Linked DNA regions of Mus musculus: region 1 is linked to region 2. A link is a contact called in public HiChIP or PLAC-seq data. All regions are on one chromosome and are shown on one strand. The core of a region is the stretch at or near the end of the contact, and the rest is flanking DNA. Distances in the headings are between cores, read along the strand shown. Region 1 holds the start of Bmt2 (base methyltransferase of 25S rRNA 2). Region 2 holds the start of Thsd7a (thrombospondin, type I, domain containing 7A).

What was found. HiChIP or PLAC-seq counts read pairs in DNA pulled down with a chosen protein or histone mark.
Region 1: an H3K4me3 HiChIP or PLAC-seq map of embryonic stem cells shows a contact between it and region 2, with 8 read pairs. The contact joins the promoter of Bmt2 here to the promoter of Thsd7a in region 2. A contact is called at or near these places in 3 of 115 datasets of contacts at active chromatin or transcription factors (the NIH/3T3 cell line, astrocytes and embryonic stem cells).

What each region holds. Positions count from the first base shown.
Region 1 is chr6:13,672,327-13,679,574 of GRCm38.p6, reverse strand. Bmt2 (base methyltransferase of 25S rRNA 2) reads left to right here and starts at 1,609. Exons shown (of 5, transcript NM_175312.4): 1 at 1,609-1,895. The coding sequence starts at 1,742.
Region 2 is chr6:12,746,168-12,753,475 of GRCm38.p6, reverse strand. Thsd7a (thrombospondin, type I, domain containing 7A) reads left to right here and starts at 4,223. Exons shown (of 28, transcript NM_001164805.1): 1 at 4,223-4,679. The coding sequence starts at 4,523.

The sequences.
Region 1 (7,248 bases), core at 360-2,859, 930 kb before region 2:
GGTTTGTATGGTAGATAGAAAGAAGAGAACAAGCAGAGGTATCTGGAAGAATCCAGAGCAGAGAGAAGGGACAGCAAACTATACCTGAGCAAGAAAGAGCAGGAGCAGAGTAGAGAGTAATAGAAGGAAGGAGTGGGGGAAGGGGGTGAGGGGGAGGAGTGAAAGGAAGACCAAGAGAGGACCAAGAGAGGGCAGAAGAGAGGACCAAGAACACACATAGCTGAAATAGTAAGGGTTATAAGGAGAATGAGATGTTAGAAGAAAGGAAGCTATGGACATTAACTGTGTAACAGGCATTTGTGATGTGAGAGAGCCTGGAGGCCAGCATGCACTTCGCTATGCTGTTAGGTTCCACAGATAACAAATTATCCCTTCTGAGAATGGTAAAAGAAATGGCTCCCTTTAGCAGAAAGGAATCAGCTTCAACAATTCCTGAGGAATGTGGCTTTTTGTCTAACCCCCAGAATTTGTGGAAACAGCGTTTCCTTTGGACCCAACAGTGACATAAAGAGAATGTTACTAATATTACCAAGACATTGATCTGAAAGTTTCAATGCAACAATGTCTATACAATGTCTATACAATGTGATGTAACCAATAGCTGTAAAGTGCACAATCAGATACAAGTCATTCCCAGGTCTGCCTGATGCACTACCAGCAGCCTAGGTAAGTACTAGTACAGAGCGAATGCAGTCTCTTTTTGGAGATTGGGCTTCCATCTTTCTTAAACAAGTCGGCAATCACATACCCTTAATAGTGTTACACACAAATGAAAGAAGTTGGAAAGGGGGAGCCATTTACTGAATTTTGCATGGACTAGTGGACTAACTGTCCAAAATATGAGAGACCACCTGAGCAGACTTTTCTGTGGGTTCTGAGATGACCTACAATCAATGCAAGTTTTCCAGTAACCCATTCTTATGGTCATTACAGAAGTTCTACAGGGAGACAATATGGCCTTTTGGTGTTTTAACTTGTCCCACACCTCCTACTATTTTTTTTTTTTTTTATCTTTCTTTCCCGCAATTCATTGTCTTTCGTGTAGCAGCAGTATGCCAAGCATTAACCTGGGTTAGCTAAGAGAATTACATCGGGATTTGGTAGTTTGACCTCTCCTTGACCCCGATGAAGGCTTTCAAGTTTGGACTCCTTGAAATGTAAAACCCTGCGTAGCAGCCAAGTCTTCAAAGGGTATTTAGCTGAAGGGAATTGTAGAGGTGCAACAGGGTGCAGAGGGAACTCAGGTGGACGACCGCGTCCTGTGGCAGCATCACCCAAACTCCCAGCGGCCTAGGAAGTTGGGAGACGTGCCAAAGCTGGACCATACAATGAAGCTCAAACTAGGCAAATAACTCTGGGGCGCAAGCGCACCCCATACCACAGGCCTCCTCCCCTAGGCAGCCCCGGCTCCTCCGCACAGCATCCGGGGCGTGGCCTGGCGAGGAGCCCAGTGCTTTCTCCGCCTCCTTCAGCTGCTCCTTCCCAAACAACCCGGTGCGCCGCCGCTGCCCTTTGCCCATTGGTCCGCGGCCCTTTCCATTTCCACCCAGCCCTCCGCAGTTCACCAATCACCTTGCGCTATTGGGAAGACACCGCCCCCGAGGCCTTAGCTGTGGCTCCTCGGCCTCCTCCGGTTGCTGCCTCTGCTGCTGCCTCCTCTTCCCCACCTCCTCCGTCCGGGGAGAGACCGCGGGGCCCGAGGGGCGGCGGCGGCAGCGGCAGCGGCGGCGGCGGCAGCGCTATGGAGCCGGGGCCGGGTGGCCGAGGCGCAGCGCGCGGACAGCGGCCCCCGAACGCCGCGCAGCCCCGGGAGCAGGAGCGGAAGCTGGAGCAGGAGAAGCTGTCCGGGGTGGTGAAGAGCGTTCATCGGCGGCTCCGCAAGAAGTACCGCGAAGGTAAACAGGCATCGGGGGAGGGGAGGCGCGTCCCCCGGCTGGGTCAGCTCTTTTCAGCCCCACAGGCCACCATTGACACACACGGGGGCGGCACGTCTGCCCAGGCCGCGATCGGCCGGCCGGCCTCCTGCGGTCGGCTCCCGGAGCCCTAATGGGCAGTCGCCACCCGCCTAGGCCCTGTCCCCAGCGGTGGGCTGAGACCACTGTCACCGAGCCGCCGCTCAGAGGGAGGGAGGGGCTTTCAGGTAAGACCCGAAGAGGGGTGGGGGTGGGGGTGACTCCACCGAGAGACTGGCAGGAGCGAAGCTGCCCCTCGCTCTTCTGCGCTGGACCAGCCTGTTGTTCAGCCCGCTTGGCAACAGCCCCTCTTCCTCTTCGCTCCTTGGCAAGGCCGTGCCGAGGCCTCCCCTGCCTGGGCATCCAGGGCTGCGAAGTCAGCAGGCCCAGCGGAGGATCTCAAGGTGCTTCGCCTGCCGTGTTTCACTGGGGAGAGGGTGGCAGGTAGCTCCCCTCCACCGCAGCTCCATCTTCAAGTTTGTGGAGACAGTCCAGGAAGAGATCTGGGGCAGGTTCTTAAGAGACTGTGCAGGTTTGAAGAGTCTCTAAGCACAGAGACTCTGAAAGATGCCGGTGCCTTCGAAGCTGGCCAGAGGTGCAGACCCCGCTCTTCCATGGGGGCAGCTTTTCGTCTGGCGCATATGCCGGAACAGTGTCTATAGTTGAATTTTATGAATTATCCTGGCATTTTGTAAATGGGGGCTCTCAAACAAAGCAACTTTATAAGATTCGGAAGGTGACACTTTGCATTATTCTTCATGTGTTCAGGAAAAAAATTCTCATAAAGTGTTAAAATGGGCTACTTTCAGCAGATTTTTCTTTAGCTTAATTGCAAAATGAAAACTCAGCAGCGTTCTAATGTCAGTCTTTTAACTAGTTAATAATTTAGGTTAAAAGAGAAATTATGACAGTGAAGGAACAAAGACTTGTGAGATCATGTCACTTTTCAGTTATGCACACTTTTCAATTACTCTGAAAGTTCAGTCAAGTCTATCTTCCTTTGAGTGTCGTTGATGCATTTTATTCTTAACACTATTCAAAGTTCTTTCCTTGACAACTTAGCCCTGGCTTTTAATAGAGGCCATTTGATATCCCCAAAGATGGCTAATAGCTATTGTTTGATAGGTACTAATAGAAGAACCTTGGCAAGCATATTAAGGTATTGAATTTTTTTTTATTGAAGATACTTTAATTCCCAACCTCAATTCAATAAAATGAGTGGTTACCATAGCAACAGTTGCATCATTCTTGATAGTCACAAAATGCACTTACATAATGCCATTCTCTAGTGGTTTTTATGTTGTTTGAAGAAATGAAGAAATAAGTGGACCCACTTTTCTTCAATTTATCATGCCATTTTGTACAAATTTTCTGTGCATCTTTTAAAAGAAAATGACTAGTATGTAATTCAGTTTCTATTCTTAACCTTTTTGTAATAATTTCATTGTTATTCATTTATTCATAAACGAATAGGTTCCACTTAACACACTGCTAATGTGTCATTATCTCTTTAAGCTGCTGTTTATGCATGCTTAGTCTCACATGTTTAAACATGTCCTTACGCCCAAATTCTAACTAGGGGAACACTTGGTTCATAATGAGGATTGATACTTAGAAATTACCAGAATGGAGAGCAATTCAGTAGTTCAGAAACAAATGATCTGATGTGACTTGGGCAGGTAGAGATTTCCTGATAGTCTAAGAATTTGAATGAAGCAATTCTTTTGGCATTTTAATGCCCTGAATTCCATCAATGATTTAGATGTTTTATTTTGAAGGCATAGTATTGTACCGATGGTCTTCAGTCATAAATGTATTCTATAAGCTCATAACAGTTTTCTTATTAGGGAATGCAGTAAATTCTCACTTAAAATATTGGAATGTAAGCCATAATTTTCACTAATGGTTCTCAAGCATGGCTGATCTTTTTACATTCTCTGCATTTTTATCTCAGATCTACAGTCTTTGTATCTTCCTTAGGAACAGGAAATGTACTAGCCAGATTTAGTGCATATTCCAAATTTAATTTAATTAAGATCAAAGTAACTTTCATGAAGATGAAGTAGTTGACCATTAGTGCATACTATTTTATGGGAAATAGAGTGTCCATCTCATCTCTTATCCTAATATTGTTGGCATAGATGTTAGAATATAAAAGAACGTGAAGATAAGGAAGTAACAGTAAAAGTTGAGAAAGGAAAAAGGATATAAATTGACGGGTAGGGGCTGTCTATGGGAGTGGAGCAATAGGGAGTATAGTTTTCTCAGGGATATACTGGTAATGAATAGACTGGGGCAGAATGAAAGGGAAAACAGCAGTTACTGAAAAGTAAGAATACAAGTAAAGCTAAAGAATGTAGGGTAGAATAAAGTCTTCCTTGTCTACATCTCTGACATTGGATTGGAAATGCAATAGAGAGAAAAATGAAAACAGGCCCTTCCTGCTGTGGTGGGTTTTTCCCTCCATTGTTGTGATCTGTCCGACTGGTGAGAGTTGACGATGATGAGCGGGCTTGGTTGGGGAAAGGGAGCTGTGTTACGGAGGTGAGTCCGTCTGTTTACTGCACTTGGAACTACTTTTACTTCCAGATTGAGTTTAGATGAAGGAAAGTATGCTTGCCATATCAGGTATTTAATATCTTTGCTATACAGAATTTTGAAATTAGACTTCTATAGCAACTTAGAATATTTTAATTTGATTAGAGGGTATATAGACAGTTTATTTATAAGAAATTGCTAGCTTAATTTTGCTTTCCAAACAAGGACTTTGTTGATTAGTCAGACTTACTTGATCAGTGTACCTGACTAAGAACTAAACTGGGGCCATGTAGGTTTTCAGTTTTGTTTTTGCTTTCTTTGTAGTTTGGGGGTGTGTGTGTGTATGATGTATGTTTGTGATTGTACAGGTATGTATATGTGCATATACCTGTGATGGCTAGATGTCAGCATCAGTGTCTTCATCAGAGGTCTCTCTCTGAACCTAGAACTCACTAATTAGGCTAGGCAGACTGGTGCCTGGTCTTTTATATGGTGTTGGGGATCAGAACACAGGTCAGAACAAGGCAAGCACGTCAGTGATGGAGCCGTCTCTCTAGCTCTCACATCATTTGTAGCAAACACTTGAGATGAGAAAAATGTGGGAGAAATGGTAACTTTAAATTAGAGATCATTTAAAACTAAAACCAAAACAGCCTTAAAATTAATAGAATTAACTTATAATATTGATGTTTTGCATGAAGTACAATATTTGAATTGTTTTAAAAATTAGAACCATGAACCATTTTAACTTAAACTTTTCCTTCAGTGTTATCTCCACAGCTGTGTTAATAAATTGACCAACTCTGTGACCTCCAATACAATTTGAACTAGTTCTTTTTGCTTACTTTATTTTCAAGTGAGTTTTCACAGTTTTCTTTTCATGTTTTCTCCTAATTAATACTCATGATATAGAATCAGAAAAGTGTGTGTGTATGCACACATGCATATGAGAATCTTTGCTTGTTTGCTAAAATATGTAGACTCTCCATCAAAAGTCTAGTTAACTTAGCCCTAGACATTTTTTGCAGGGAGGAAATGAAAGGATAATTTCATTTAACATCAGTAACACTAAGGATTATCAGTAACAGGAGCACAGATGCTGTTGATTGAGTGAGGAGCACACAGTAGCTGTGCAGTGCATGTTACCTATTTGATTTTATCATTATGTCTCTGTTGTACCTCTGCAAGGAAGGTGGATAGAGTTCAGAAGATAAATACCGAAGTATAAATGTAAGTTCTTTTGGTATTTATCAGGCTAAAAGCCAATAATCAAACAAACCCCCAAATGTTGTGGTTTTGGCCTTTGGTCCATTTTAAGTGTTATCTTTGGAATTCTGTAGGGTATAACTGTCTATGACACTTCACAACTCAAAACTCCATAAGTATACAGTAGTCAAAAACTCAACACTGAAGTGGAAGCACAATAGTCTATAATAGGAAGTAATCTAGTGGAGGTGAGTTAGGTGGCTATGGACGCTCATCTGATTTAGAGTTGATAAAGACATAATAAATAGTCATGATGGTGAAACAAAAAATTAAGAATATTTTGAAGGGTAGAATAAGAAGTTTTCATAAAACAAGAGAGGAAAAGACAATGATAATGTAAGATTCTTTGACTGGGAAAGTGTAGGCAGCCATTAAGCCTCCAGCTTAGAAGTACATTATATATGGTTTATTCAGAGTGCTGCGAGAACACAGCAGACAGACAGATGGCGTAGAGTAAGGATGGGGACAGTGCTTGAGTATGGATGTGTTCTTTGGAAGTAGAAGATTGGAAGCCCTCTGTATGGAGGACAATGCATAACCCAGCAAACGCACTGCCAAGAGACTGACTGTGATGTGCTCAGTGCTGCTTGGAGCCTGCAGTGGGTGAGGGTGAAAGAAGACCGTGGAGCTGGCCCAGAACACAGGGAGCAGCCCCAGAAGTTGAGTTTCCTCAGTGCTAGGCTGTAACCCTGCACAAGCATACCTACTATTTATGCCTTATTTACAATAAAAGTACTCAAAGTGACAAGCTAAAGTCTTCAAGGAAAGAGACAATTAGGATTATTCCATTCTTTAAGAAACTGATTGGTTTTGAATGTCAACATTGGCCTAAGTGCAGTGTTTTGTGTATCTCCTGTTTGTAGCTTCCTGTATCTAATGTGATGATGCTTCTTCCCTTTTTTTTTTTTTTAAAGAATTATTTATTCATTTTATGTAAGTTAGTATACTGTAGCTGTCTTCAGACACACCAGAAGGGGGTGTCAGCTCTTGCTACAGATGGTTGTGAGCCACCATGTGCTTGCTGGGAATTGAACTCAGGACCTCTGGAAGAACAGTCAGTGTTCTTAACCTCTGAGCTTCACCCCAGCCCTAATGTGATGTTTCTTGCGCATTAGTGAGCATCACTAGTCTGTTAACTTTAAAATGCCGATTCTTAGGCCCCCAGAAAGCAATTCCATAAGTTGGATATTAGAATCTGTTTAACTGTTTCTTGTCTGTTTCTGATGCAGGTAACTGTTTTACCACTTTGTGGGGTAGGACACTGAACTAAGATTATTTAATCACACCTATATTAATATCTCATTAATACAGGTAAATGTTTCAAACAGCCTCTGTACATAAATCTCTTATAGCATTATATTAATTTAGAACAATCCATTGCTTGGAAATACCTTTTCTGTCATAGAATGGAAACTGTCACATATAACAAAATAACTTAAAATCATACTGTGCTGTTGAAAGAATAATCTCACATTTAAGACTTTAATCACTG
Region 2 (7,308 bases), core at 2,974-5,473:
GCCTTGAACTTAGAAATTCGCCTGCCTCTGCCTCCCAAGTGCTGGGATTAAAAAGCATGCGCCACCACCGCCCGGCTCTATATTTCTTAAATATCAAAATCATTGCATTTGCCAGAGTGCTCAGCTCTCCAAGAACATTCTCTCTAGTCACCTCTGGTCGATTACTTAAACACACAGGTTGCTATCTTCTGCCTCACGTACTACCAGGCATCAGATACTCTATGCATCTAAGACCAACTGTGAAAAATCCATTCTCAAAGTTTGAAGGATCCAAAATAAAACCATGGTACTTTCACAAGATGCACAAAATAAGATCTCCTTTGCTTCTAAAAGACTTAGTTATTGTCTTAGTTAGGGTTTTACTGCTGTGAACAGACACCATGACAAAGATAACTCAGGTTCAGAGATTCAGTCTACTATCTTCGATGGGAGAATGGCAGTGTCCAGGCAGGAATGGTGCAGGAGCAGCTGATAATTCTACCTCTTCAGCTGAAAACCTTAGGGAGAAGATTGGCTCCCACATGGTTAGGAGGAGGGTCTCAAAGCATACCCTCGACAGTGACACATTTCATCCAATAAGGCCATACCTCCAATTAGTGTCAGGCATATTCCCTAGGCCAAGCATATTCAAGCCACCACAATTATTAATAACATGGAGAATATATAACAAAATTTTTCTGTAAAACTTTTCAATTTAGAATCTTCCCTGCTCTCACAGTATAAAACTCCAAATCAGAAAACCAGTTAGTCAACCAACCAATCACAAGCCAACATAGTACATTGTTTATAAGTAAGAAGGAATCAGAAGGAAAATTGAGGATGGATACCACTCAAAATTTAGGAGGTAAGTTGTGTAGTTACTTACCACAGAAATCAAATATGAAATGTTTGGTACTTTGTAATTTGATGGGTGTAGCAGAGAAAGATTGATGGGAAAAAGCCTAAAATAAATTTTGTTGAACACAAATCTTGGTTAAGTATGACACCTAGAGGATGCATAAATAGAATTCCTTTGAGTTTTGGTTGTTGTTGAAATTAAGTTGCTATTATGTGGAGAAATACAGCTAATATTTTTATTTCAGAATAAGCATTTTATATATTCCTCTATATAATATTTTATCAAAAATAATTTTCCCTATTGAATCACTTAATTACATTAATAAAATTATATTAAAATAAATCCTTTTCCATCAAATAAATAATTTTTATAATTGCCTTAACATATAGATTCTAATCACAGAGATTCATTATCCCATTCATGAAAAGTACTTTATATGCTTCTTTCCTAATATATAGAGATAGATAGATAGATAGATAGATAGATAGATAGATAGATAGATAGATATAGATATATTTATGAGTGTACATATCATCATATAGTAGAGTTTTGAAATGATAGCACAGAAGCAATGGACAATTAAGGTTGCCAATTAGGTTAGAATTGTGCCATTTCTAAGTAACTTACATTTATCCTCTGTTGGTTTGGAAGACTTTTATAGTCCTGGGTCATTAATACTTGAACAGTTCATGAAAAATGATGAACGACTTACTTCATGACAGGTTATACAGATGGTCAATTTAATCTTCATCCTTGAGACTTCTCTAGATTGTATTTTGCCATCATACCATTAAACATTTGTGTATTATTCATATCATTTTAGAAAACAAAGGTTGGTATTTCTTACTATCTCTGGCCATTCATCAGGTTTATTGATACAGTTTATTCAAGTGAGTAGTACTTCTTTTTTTCTCTCACCAGGATGTGTATCTGAATGTATACATCACTTTGTCTTTTCAGAGACCCAAATAATTTTGTCCTCAAGTGCAGTAATGACACTGTTATGAACAGAAATGTGGCCTTGGTGGAGTCAAATGTTCCCATGACTGAGTTCCTGTAACACTGTTTAGAGATGATTCCACTTGTTCGGAACATTTGTTCATGTGTATGTGAAGGGTGTCTGTGCGGGTCTCCTAAGCTTGGTTTACGTTTCCATTAAATATAAGAGCCAACCCAGGACAAATTTCAAACCCACAACATGCACAACATGTTATCCTTCTTGTGTGTTTTAAATGACAACAGGTGTAGATTTAGAAGTTAGCCTTGATATTAGAGTTGTCATGTTTAGTCTCTGGAATGGATAAGTAATTATTATACAATCCTGGATACATAAGAAAAATCAATTATTATTATTATTATTATTATTATTATTATTATTATTATTATTATTACTTACACTAAGATATGGAGTGTGACATCTGATGGCTTTTGGGAGGTAGGTGGTCAACTTGCAAATTAACGAATTTACCTTCTTCCACCCTCCGTATTCTGTTATACACGGAGCCTCCACCTGGTAAATTGACTTGGGGCTTATGGAGAACACTATGAATGGGCATTAATAACGCAGAATCTACAATTCCATTCACGGTTGAAGACCTTCAGGGATGAGCACTAACGACAACTGAGAAATACAAATAGAAGGGAAAGGAAGAGGCTTCCATGCAGAGTGGTATTGCATGGAGGAGCCATTTCTGAAGGACAGAACCTAGGAGGCAATGGCAGGTCTTTTTCTTCTTTGGCAGTGTGAATATTGAAGGACTTGCTCCTTCAGGGGGGTATACATTAGTTAGGACCAGCCTGCCTTTGTATCCCTATCAACCTATAATCTTTTGATCACTGCCTATTTTTCACCAGTGTAGAAACAGTAAGCCACAGTGGCTTATCGCCTCTAATCACAAGCCCAGGGCCAGGACTCTCTGAGCTTTTAATTCCCTCTTAGAGGCCTAACAGAGTGAAAAGTAAACAAAGACCAAATTTGCAACCGTGAATGCAGCTAATTTCCTCTGATGTCAGAATACTTAAACAGGCAGGACCTGGGAATTATTTGATCAAACCTGCTTTTAATCTAATGCATGCAGAAGGGTTATGTCTGGAAAGCTCAGCAAAATGACACACATCTCCAGGGAGCCTTCTGGAAGGAAGCTTTCCTCCCTAAGAAACTGTAGCTTTCTCATTTCAGACTCATGGGTTATTGGGTCCTTGGGGGTGAAGTCACTAAGAGAAGTTTTTCTGCCTTTTAAATTGTATTGTATTTGGTGTAAGACAGGCAACCAAATGACCATAGTTATCCTTAGCTTTTGGTTGCTGGGGAATTTTGGTGTTGTTGTTGTTTTGCTTTGTTTTAATTGGCTAACTGCCTTGATACTATTTAAGCGTTACAAGGAAATGAATTAATAATAAAAGACTGTTATTGTGAGTGGGGGAAAAAAGGGACAAAGCTTTATCTGACTGCACACATTCTTCTGTTAGGCCTGATCTAATAAAATAGAGAACAAAAGGTACAAGCCATGTGGTTTCTTGTTTTGGTTGTGAAAAAGCACTTAAAAGAATTAGTATTTGTCTCAGGAATGAAATTTAAGTAGAAATAGTTATTAACTGGGTGGAAGCCAACTGCTGCTACTGACTCATTTGCGGCTTAATTTTTATCCCCACCTCTGGTCCTTAGTAGTGCGTTTTCAATAGTGATGGAAGAGAAAGGAATGGAACTTTTATGCACTTCATCATTAAAACAGAATATACTGGCAGTGTTTGTACATTCTTATTCATGCAATTAGACAGCGTCGTGCACACTTTTAAGTACGAAGTCGCTTTCAAAGGCAGTTACAAGACAATGTGTTGACTTTGACACATATTAACCACGGTCACATTGTTACTGAGGATGGGCTGAAGTTAAAAAAATAACAAAAACAAAAAACAAAAAACACGGAAGTGCTCAAGTTCCTTTTGATAGTGAGCCCTGGTCTGTTCCCTATCAGGTTCATAAGTACCGCTCTTCTCATAAAGTAATTCAGAAGGCACGGCGGCTTCAGAATAAATGACCAAGGCTGATGCTTTGTGTAAATATGCAGGGAGAATAACACGCCACTAGATCAGCATTTGACTCCTTGGGTGACGATGAATTTCAATGTCAGTTATTCGTCATCCTGAAGCCTGCCCCGTGATGATGCCTTTTATTGGTGTATCCTTGTGAACATATTTCAGCGCACCATGTGCCGGGGAGTTCTCGGGGCGGGCGCGTGGGGTCTGGGTGCTGGCCCTGTGCCCTCGCTGCCCCCCGCCGGTGGTCCCCTCGGGTCCCCTTGGCTCTTCTCAGCTCTCTCTTCTCCCCTCCCTTCCCTACAGCTGGCGGCGGGGGCTGCTCCTCTCAGAGCTCTGGGCCGGCTCTGTCAGCTGGGGCCCCCTGCGGCCGGCTGTGTCCCTCGCCGCTAGGACCTGCCAGTCTGCGCGCCATGGCAGCGGCGGCAGCATCCCCGCCAGCATCCCCGCCAGCCAGCGGCGGCGGCGGTGGCGTCCACGGCCGCCGCTGATGCTATTGTTCCCTAGTGTTAGTTGCTCTTTGGCTGCTTTTCATCTGGAGCGAACAATAGAAGCAGGGAGAGCTTTGCTTTCTCTACTGGTGGAGAAGGAAAGACCGTCCCCTGCGAGAGTGGTGCGGCTCCGGAGGCTGGAGCGGCTGCGGACAGCATGGGGTTGCGAGCCGGGCGCCTGGCGTCCCCGAGCCGGGGCGTCCTGCAGCTGCTGCGGTTGCCACTGCTCTTGCTACTCCTGCTGAGCTCTGGCGCCCGCGGGGCTGCGGCGCAGGGAGACACCGAGGTGCCCACCCTCTATCTGTGGAAGACCGGTAAGTGGGACAGAGTTGTCCTTTGCTCTATCTCCAGATCTGGGACTATGATCCGGAGCGAGCTAAGGGCTCCTGAAGGAGCCTCTGTGTTTCCAACTGGTCCTGATTATGCCAGGATCCCCAGGTCAAAAGTATGATCCCTGCAAGCGAATTAGGTCATGTCCTATGCCATTAGGAAAGAACAACATAACTAAGAGGCAACAGTGAGTCACTGGGTGATTGTTTCTCTAGCCGCTCGGCAGTGAATGAGGGCAGCGCTGTACTTTCATTACAAAGTGAAGTGCTTTTAAAATCTGGGTTTCCAGTCTTAGACTTTCTAAAATGACATTCTAGCAATATACAGGTAGACAGTTCTTTTTTTTTTTTTTTTTAATGCGGTGTTTTGGCAAACACACACACACACACACACACACACACAGAGAGAGAGAGAGAGAGAGAGAGAGAGAGATTTAAATGTATTAAGCATAGCTTTGTGGTGTGTGGGACACCAGGGTCAAGCCCTGTGCAGGCAGCTCTAACAGGGAAAACTGGATAGTGCAATTTGTAACGAGTGATTCAAAGTGATCTTTTACGCCGTGGAGTGATTAACATGGAGGTTTAGAAACTTTTCTTTCCGGGAAAGAAGTCTTTTCGCTTTGTTTTTTTGACAAAACAAGAAAAGTAGCAACTCACTGCTCCTCAGACTCTCCCGGCAAAGCGCTGTAGAAGCAGAACACACAGGGAAACAACAAAACCTTAGAGCTCCAGGCTCCCCTCTCTGCTGAGGGTGGGTGGATGCTCTCCAACCACTATGGAAGACGGAATTCCTGAGCCTACCAGAAACTTCACACACTCACCGGAGACAAGTGGAGGAGCTATTCTCCTCGCTTATAGCTGAGGATGACTTGAGAGTTCCTGAGTGATGCCAAATATCAAGATAGGAACAAGATAGAAAGAAAAAGTGTCCAGATCACAGTCCAGGCAGAGTGGGTCTTCTGGCTTCAGTCCTCCGACCGACCTGCTGAGGAGGCAGATCCATTTACGCCAGAATCACACCGATGACTAAAGGTTTAAAGAAGGTTCATACATCCAAGCAACGTGGTGAGGCATTGAACAGAAAATCACTTAAAGACAAAACACCCTTTACCTTGGAGAATCGCATAATATACTAATGCACTCTTGTACACGCGCAAATACAGGCACAGATTAGTCAAAGCAAAGTCATTCTTGCGAACTTGGTAAGACTTTAAAGATCAGCTACTTAGGGGACTAAAGACAAAAGTCAAATTCGTTTGATTTTAAACAAAGAATTGAAAGTGTGTTTTATTTTTTCTATTCTAAATTTATAGTAGTTGGTAGTACTTGGAAATTTAGAAAGAGCTTCTCGGGGCAACAGAGCTGGGCTAGTTGAAATTTGTACTATCAAAGGAACATGAGCCAAGTAGCAATTCAGACGGAAAAGAACATAGAGATCCTGTGCTGTGCTGCCTTTGAGGTACCAATACATGTCAATATTAATGTCATAGCCGGAATACAAGCCAATTAGACCTTGATTCCAGCACCAGGTTCAGTTGTAGCCTGCTCTAAGAATAGTTCGACGGTGTTCTCACCCCTCCATCAGTAGCTGCCTACTGTGTGATTGTACTTGCCTTTGACTATCCATACATGGTATGATGAAATCAAGTGGGTTATGAGAAACTAAGTCATACATTGTCAACTGTTGTGCAAATAGAAGCTAGTGGGAGGATGGTGGTACTATGTATTTTATGATGATTCTTTGTTTCTTGGGAAATATTGGAACATTTAACCTGCTGAGCAAAATAATAATTTCTTCATGTATTTATCCACTGAAAGGAAGGGAGATGTTACTAAATCTAAAATGAGTTGGGAACAGTTCTCAAAGGAGTTAGGACAGAACAGAATACATTATAACTAAAAAATGCAAAGGTGATAGAATCTTGTCTATAATTTGATGAGAAGCAAATTTGATATAACTGAGGGGGGAGGGGGAGGAGGAGGGGGAGGGGTAAGGGGGAGAGGGAGAGGGAGAGGGAGAGGGAGAGGGAGAGGGAGAGGGAGGAGGGGCAGGAAGGGAATGGGAAGAAGAGAACAGAGAAGCTGAGGACATCTGCTCCAGTGAGGGGCTTTCGCTCTTTCTACTGTTTACAGGAAATAGCATGAAAGATGACATCACTAAAGTGGAAGTTTCACTGGACAAAGATATAGGACAGAAGCTTTTACTGCCAATAACATGTTGTTCACTGTGATGAAGTCACACAGTGCCTGGCTCAACAATTAGAGAAGACAATATCTAAAGATCTATTCGCCACTAAGTATTTAATTTACATACACACATATGCAAACACACATAATTAAATACCATATATTTACATACTCAAACACTTGTGATTTTCATTATACAGACTTTATCAGATTTATGACATATAACTGATGGTATATGATGTGATATGTTATAGTTTTAGGTCACATCACAACAAAGAGCTGTTAACAATTTACAGTCAGTTCTCACTGTAGAGGCTGAATGTGATGTGGCCACCTTTGCTCTTGACCAACTCAAAAATAAACAATACTTTAAACACACAATAGTTGATACATGGCATACTATACTCATGAACATAATGCAGTGACA